Linked DNA regions of Sus scrofa: region 1 is linked to region 2. A link is a contact called in public HiChIP or PLAC-seq data. All regions are on one chromosome and are shown on one strand. The core of a region is the stretch at or near the end of the contact, and the rest is flanking DNA. Distances in the headings are between cores, read along the strand shown.

What was found. HiChIP or PLAC-seq counts read pairs in DNA pulled down with a chosen protein or histone mark.
Region 1: a contact with region 2 is called in an H3K27ac HiChIP or PLAC-seq map of alveolar macrophages. The contact joins two enhancer-like sites. A contact is called at or near these places in 3 of 47 Hi-C or Micro-C datasets (embryonic fibroblasts, liver and mesenchymal stem cells) and 1 of 2 datasets of contacts at active chromatin or transcription factors (alveolar macrophages).

What each region holds. Positions count from the first base shown.
Region 1 is chr13:202,626,416-202,629,938 of Sscrofa11.1, forward strand. No RefSeq gene overlaps it. Among named protein-coding and RNA genes, the nearest start is that of PSMG1, 150 kb to the right of the region's middle. Within about 2 kb of position 1,631, at least 14 of the 83 cell types and tissues checked have an H3K27ac peak or open chromatin away from gene starts, as enhancers often do. A contact at or near this core is called in alveolar macrophages and liver, where this site is marked.
Region 2 is chr13:202,378,346-202,382,127 of Sscrofa11.1, forward strand. No RefSeq gene overlaps it. Among named protein-coding and RNA genes, the nearest start is that of ETS2, 84 kb to the right of the region's middle. Within about 2 kb of position 2,021, at least 17 of the 83 cell types and tissues checked have an H3K27ac peak or open chromatin away from gene starts, as enhancers often do. A contact at or near this core is called in alveolar macrophages and liver, where this site is marked.

The DNA of each region.
Region 1 (3,523 bases), core at 381-2,880, 250 kb after region 2:
CTCATATCGGTTCCAGGGGCTTTCCTGGGAGCTGCTCTATAGACAGACTCCCTGGGCCTCCCCCGCAACCCCTCCCGGCCTTGGGTAGAGGCGGGGCCGCACCCCGTGGTCCACGTGGAAACCCACCTCTCCAGGGAGCTGTCCCTGCCCACTCCCCCAGCCTCGGTTCCAGGCGACGCAAACCATGCCCTTGATAAGATGGACCCCACAGGGCTTAGAACAAATCCACCCGCAGAACTGGCTCACCCGCAGGAAGGGGTACCCACGGCGCGGCTCCCCTGGAGAGGCCCCTCAAAACGTTCTGGGAACACCTGTCCTGGGAACTGCCTTCAGAGCTGGGTTGATGAGCCAGGGCTACTGCAACCACATTGCGTGCGCACACAGACTCACACACACGCTTACAACCGCACACACTCATGTACACGCCATCACCCAAGCTCACTCGCACACACACCGCCATCCTTCCTAGTGGCGCCTCCCCTTCTACCCCATCCCCCTTGGCCTAGAACCTGCCCGCGGAAGACGAGGGCCCTCCGCGCAGGCGCGTGGGGATGGAGGCTGCTTCAAAGGGCTCAGCCATCAGGCGACGGTGTAGCGGGTCCTCCAGCCCCGCATCACCCAGAGCCGTAGCGGGAAGCGGGATGGGCAGTGGGGAGGCGAGCTGGGCAGCTTCGTGGCGCAGGTTAACCTATCAAACGAAAGGATCAGGTGTTGCTTTGAGATCGTGACAGCTGCTCCATCGTCACCTGCCCTGGCCTCGTTTACCAGCCTGGGAGCCAGGATGACCTTCGACCCCAGCCTCGACCCCAGAGTCACACAGTAGATAACCTCGGAGGACAAGAAAGGGCGGGGCTTTTGTGCCATGAGTTGCAGAAAGAGACAAGATGTCACTCCTTTGGAGAGTTTCCCATGCGGCAAAGCGTGTGCGCTCCATTCCTGAGCGTGTTTTAAAACTCAGAGAAGCAAATATTTTTAAATGAAAGAGCCATTATATTAGAGGGCTGGATTTGAAGTTTTGTCATGTATTTCCCTAGTGCAGCTATGGGTTCACACTTTGAAAATATGTTTGGAGTTCCCGCTGTGTCCAGTGGGTTAAGAATCCAACTGTAGTGGCTTGGGTCACTACAGAGGTGCAGGTTTGATCCCCAGCCTGGCGCAGTGGGTAAAGGATTCAGCATGGGTCACAGCTGTGGCTCAGATTTAATCTCTGGCCCGGGAACTTCCACATGCTGCAGACACAGCTAAAAACAAACAAACAAACAAACAAAACCTTTATTTTAATGAAAGGAGAAATATCAGAACTTTTTCTCTGATCTTTCAAGTGGGCGCTGGTTTGCATTGTGTCTCCACAGCAGGGACTGGGGCTCCAATTCCTGCATCTCTTGACACATAGTCACCAGGCAGCCCAGGAAGCCAGTTTCAAGGGGCCAGGGGAGCTGGGTCACCATGCCCAGCTTTCTGTGGAAACCAAACTTCCAATGCAATTACTCATGTCCAGAGATGTGCACTTCCTGTTGCCCATGGATGGATGCCACCAGCCTCCACAGAGATCTTGTGAGCGGTCACCATTGTGCCAACAAAGGAGAAGTGAGCGTTACGCCCAGTGTGGTTTTTGCTTTCCTGGAAAGCTCGCTTCGTATCCCCTTAAGCCTCAGTCATCCCATAACATTAGTAAGCAGTTTTGCTCAGACTGCGTCAGGATTCTGAGCCGCTAGAGTCCGGCAAATGTCATGGAGTGTCTCATTCTCCTGGAAGGAACTGTCCACCTCTCTGAGTTAGGGTGGCCTGATCGGAACCCTTTCCTTTCTCGCTCAGCATCTGGAGGTGTTCTGCTCATTCTCCGACTCTGTCCGTCAGTGAATGACGTAGACTCAGAATCCAGCCACGTCCTGTTTCCTTCCAACATGTATCGTCAGCTGCTTCCTTCTGCAGGGCCCCTGGTCCCTCTCAGGGTGACCGGACCCCATTTTTGGAGACTAACCAGTTTTCTAAACCCACCTTTACTCTCTCATCTGGACTCTCCAGGGCCCTTTTTTTGTGAACACACATACACACACACACACACACACACACGCACACCCTGTTAAGAGGAACTTTTTACCCGCTGGTAGGAGCCTATTGTGTTTTATCGAACCTTCGAGATAACAAAGGTTCCTGGATCTAAATCTTCCTACAGACGTTAGCAAAAGAGCCATCAAATGGGAGTCAGACAACTGAGGTTCCACGTATTGATGCACTGATGCAGCAGCTGGAGGCAATTCACCTCCATTCTTGATTTACAAAAACAAACAAACAGGATACGAATTCCCGGTGTGGCTCAGTGGGTTAAGAACCTGACATAGTGGCCCTGAGGACGCAGGTTCAATCCCTGGCCTCCCTCAGTGGGTTAAGGACCCAGCATTGCCACAAGCTGTGGTGTAGGTCACAGATGTGGCTTGGCTCCCATGTTGCTGTGGCTGTAGTGTAAGCCACAGCTGCAGCTCCGATTTGACCCCTAGCCCAGGAAGTTCCATATGTTGATGGTGGGGCCTTAAAAAGAAAAAAAAAAAAAAAATCCACAGACTAGAGAGTTCCCTGGTGGTCCAGTGGTTAGGACTCAGCACTTTCTCTGCTGAGGCCTGGGTTCAATCCCAGGGCTGGGAATTGAGAACCCACATCCAGCCGCTGCATGCCACAGCCAAAAAAAAACAAAAGAAAATAAAGTAATATAAAATAGAACTTTAAAAAATCAAAAATACAGAAGGGAAAATACCCGTGATCCACCACCTGCATTTTGCTGAAAAGTCCTCCTGTGTTGAGGGTTTGACTGTTTTTCTTTCATGTGCCTAAGGGGAAGCGGCCTTATCATGAGAGAGCTTACCCAATGGAAACTCCACTCCCAGGAGTGTTATGGGGACAAATAATTGCCCACGGAGGGCTGTGGGCTGCAGGGGACAGGAGCTCGGTAAGTATAGTGCAAGCAGCGAGATTGCTAACGCGGCAGCATGATGCCTCTCTAACTACTGGGTGACTTGGGGACCAACATCCAAACAAAGATAATAACAAGGTGAAGGGCAAGGAACACGCGCCCTGGACCTGTTCCTATCACGTCCCCTGTGCGGCTTCTTGATTTCTCACCAGCTGACCTCAGGATGCTCTTGAAAAAGCTTCTCAGCTTTTCCCTGCCTGTCTTCTATCACCTTCCCCTTGGAAGGCAAAATTCTCCGCAGAGGTCATCCAAGACCCACCCTGGAAATTCCTTGAGGACGTTACACTCGGCCAGCTTAAAAATACTCTCCTCCCACAAAGGCGAGTCATCAGGTGAAGTCCTGGGGTTCATGCACCCACTTTGGAGACATTTGTCCAGCAAAGGAGAAGAGAAAACTTTTAGGAGACTTAGCTTTTCTCTTAGCCCACTGTTTCGAGAGATCAGGGAGCTGTGAGGCATTCAACATCTCAGTCGGAGGTATTTTGGTGAAATGAACACACGTTGGCTTGTAATCACAGAGCCCAGACCTGAGAAATGAACTCAGTATTTCAAGAT
Region 2 (3,782 bases), core at 771-3,270:
CATTCCTCCCAAGACGGGGATAAAAAAGCTTCATCCCCACCATGTTTCGACACTCCCGTGTCTAATACATTGTGTTCTGAAAGGTTTTTAAAAATGCTCGTTACTTCACTAACAGGATAAAACAGCTCTATAGTCAAGAGATAATTCCAAATAATAAAGGTAGAAATAAGTTGTTTTAAATGTTTTTTGATATTTGGGGAAAAAACCCAAGTATCCAACAACAGGGAAATGGTTCATAGTACGGGGCACGGAATGCTTACCAATAATTTAAATAATAAAAATAAGTCCTGGTGACATGTTAAGTGAAACAAAGCCATGAGCATTTTCATAAACAGCACACCCCCAAATAGGTTATAAAATGGATAGGGAAGGATCAAAGCAAAATGTTATTTACCTGGTTCTGGGAGTGGTGGAAAATGGGTGACTGTATTTTCTTCATCAGACTTTTCCAAACTTGTCAAATTTTCACCAGGTTAACTGAGCATTTACTTTGTGCTAAGGACATCTCTAAATATTTAATGTGTATTCATTCATTTACTCTCACAAAAGCCATTTTACTTAGGTGGACTATTGTTCCCATTTTACAGACGGAAAGAAAGGAAGCAAGAGTGAGACTAAATAAACTGCTTGTGGCTACACTCCTACTACATAGGGGAGCCAGGATCTAAAGCCAGCTCCTGACGCCAGAGGGCCTTAACCATCACACTACATGGCCTCTTCATGCATACATCACTTTAAAATCAGTGGAGGAAAAAAATCATTTTAAAAGAATTTACACGGATGGCCAAAAAGTCGGTGAAGAGATGCTCAATATTGCCAATCACTGGAGAAATGCACATCAAAAATACAGTGAGGGGTCACATCATGCCATCATCAAAAAGCCTACAAACAATAAATGCCGGAGAGGATGTGGGGAAAAAGGAACACACTTACACTATTGGTGGGAATGTAAGTTGGTACCACCACCATGAAAAACAGTATGGATGTTCCTCAGAAAACTAAATATAAAAGTACCATATAATCTAGCAATCCTACTTCGAAAGAAGTTCGATCCCTGGCCTCACTCAGTGGGTTAAGGATCTGGTGTTGCTGTGACCTGTGGTGTAGGTCGCAGATGAGGCTCAGATCTGGTGTTGCTGTGGCTGGGGTGGAGGCCAGCAGCTGCAGCTCTGATTCAATCCCTAGTCTGGGAACCTCCATGTGCCACAGATGCGGCCCTAAAACGCAAAAAAAAAAAAAAAAAGGATTGCTGGTTCAAAACCCCGGCATTATGGGAGGCAGCAGCTTGCAATGCCGAAGGCCATTCACCCCGTCAATTGACATTCCAATATTGCATTCAACAAATACTTACTGGATATCTTTCATTGTGCCAACTGCATTTCTAAGATTTAAAGCATTCAGCAAATCCTTTTTGAAATGCCAGGGGTTTGAGGTTAAAAAAAAAAAAAAAAAGGAGCCACAGATGTTTGCATGTCAGGAAACAGAACATCAGGGATCTGTTAAACCATCCAACGTCAACTCTGGACAAACCTTCCTTTCAAACAAATAAATATAAAGACTTCTCCTTGAAAGTGTGTTGGTAGACGATGAAAAAGGTGGGTGGTGATGGGAGGGCTTGGATGGTGATGGGAGGTGGAACCCAGCAACTGAACTTATGAGAGATTCTGGGAAAGCTTTATTCATCAACGCGCCAGTCGTAACCCTCAAATAAGCGCATCATTCAAGCGGTGAACTTTGGAGAATTAAAACTGTGAGACTCTGAAAGCAGGACACACCCTCGTTGGCTCAACCTGATATAAAACCATGCCCTCCTGCCTTTCCCCTTTCTGTTTGCCTGTTTGCTTAATCATATTACTCTGACCTTCCTACAATTGCATAATAGAGTGATTTCTCAAAGGAAACCATTGAAGTTCATTCCATTTGCATCAATCAAAGCTTTCCTCCCCTTAAAACTAACTTCCCTCTAGCCTTTCAAATTAAACCAAGGGATGGCTTTTGCCTCCCCGTCTCTGAGGGAATATGAAAGTGGAACCACTTCATGTCTGTGTAAGCAGTCTGCACAGAGGGCTCTGTCCAGGAAGCTGCAGCTCTATTGTAAAATATTCCAGTTCTGCGGATCAAAAGTGGTTGCGGCGAGTCGTGAAGTCTCTGCTTCTTTGTTTTTAAGATGTAACATTAAACCTGATGTGATGCCACAGGTTTGAGCACAATTTGTGTCCAAGAAAGGGTTTTAGGAGCTCCTGGTGCGGCTCAGCAGGTTAAGAACCCGACATGGTGTCTGGGGAGGATGTGGGTTCGATCCCTGGTCTCTCTCAGTGGGTTAAGGATCCGGCATTGCCGTGAGCTGTGGTGTAGGCTGGCAGCTGTAGCTCTGATTCAATCCCTAGCCCAGGAACTTCCATATGCCTCAAGTGAGGCCCTAAAAATAAATATATAAATTAAAAAAAGAAAGGTTTTAGCAGAAGTGCCTAGATCCCCAAGAAACAAAGAGTGATTGATGTGCCCCCTGGGATTTGAAATTTCAAGGCTCAAGGAAGCTCATGGTGAGAGACCCTTCTCTTCTCAAGCCTTTAATTCCACACTTGAAAAAAAAAGAGATGGAACCAGAGTTTCCCAAGGCTCTTCCTGGTTTGCACATGTGGCTCTAGAACAATGAAATGCCGGGGACAGTGGAAGACCTTCCTTCTTTCCACCCTGCTGGACGGTACTTGACACTCTGGATGCCTCTGCTCAGGGCTCTTCTTGATCATCCTTGGGCCAAGGATGCCTTCCCTGAGGAGTGGGACTCTAAGTCTCCAGCCATCCGTAGCTCTGCTCCTCCCCTTGGGTTTCTCAGTATCCTCTTAGAGCCAGGGCAACCAGAGAAAGAATCTAATATTAATCCACACATGTAAAGAGTATTGGGAATGAATGAACAACTATTTCATAATCACCTAATGCATACCAACCCTTTCGTCCTTCCAGGAACCAGATGAAAGCCAATCAGCCAAATATTTCATTGCCCTCTTGTGTGGCTGGCACTGTGAAGACTGACTCTCCAGTGGGGACAGAACAGACGGAGCCCTGCTCCCAGGGAGGTGACTCTCTGAAGCAGGGAACAAGTAGGAAACAAAAGGGCATGCAGATTCACAGATTACTCCATAGTCTCATGGTTCCAGGGAGGAAGGGGAAGGGCTCTGAGGAACTGGACGCCTTAAGGGAGGACGGTAAAGAAGACAGCTGAGGGAATGAAGGCATCCCCTGGGGGGATAAGGGTGCAGGGCCAAAGGCCCAGAGAACCTGGTTGGTGAGTCCGAGAAGGGAAAGGTCAGTGGGGAGGAAGCTTAGGGGACGGAACACAAGGTGATGTCATCCCTAGACCGGAAGGGCCAGTTCCTGCAGGGCCTTGAATGATGGGCAGCAAGTGTGGGTTTTATTCTGAGTGCAAAGATCAGCCTTATGCAAACAAGTCTAGTGCAGCTTCCACCTACAAATATGCAGGCTCTCAGGGCCGGGCACACCCTCCTCCCTCGACAGAGAAGCGCTCCCGGCACCACTTCCGGTATCTTCCACTGCGTGTATTTCAGTCACATATGGGACTTGTTCATTATGTCTTATCTTCCACTGTAGCACAGAAAGGTTTGGCCTCTGCAATAAAAAATCAAGAGTCCAGTCGCTTGAGGGAAGGAGGAGGAAGAGGAAACAGGGTAGCTTTCCCAGCTGCCCTACCTCATTTATGCAAAAAGCCACTGTGGTCCCATATGGTCCGATTATAGGAGCTTCCTAGCAGTTGTTTTAGAGAA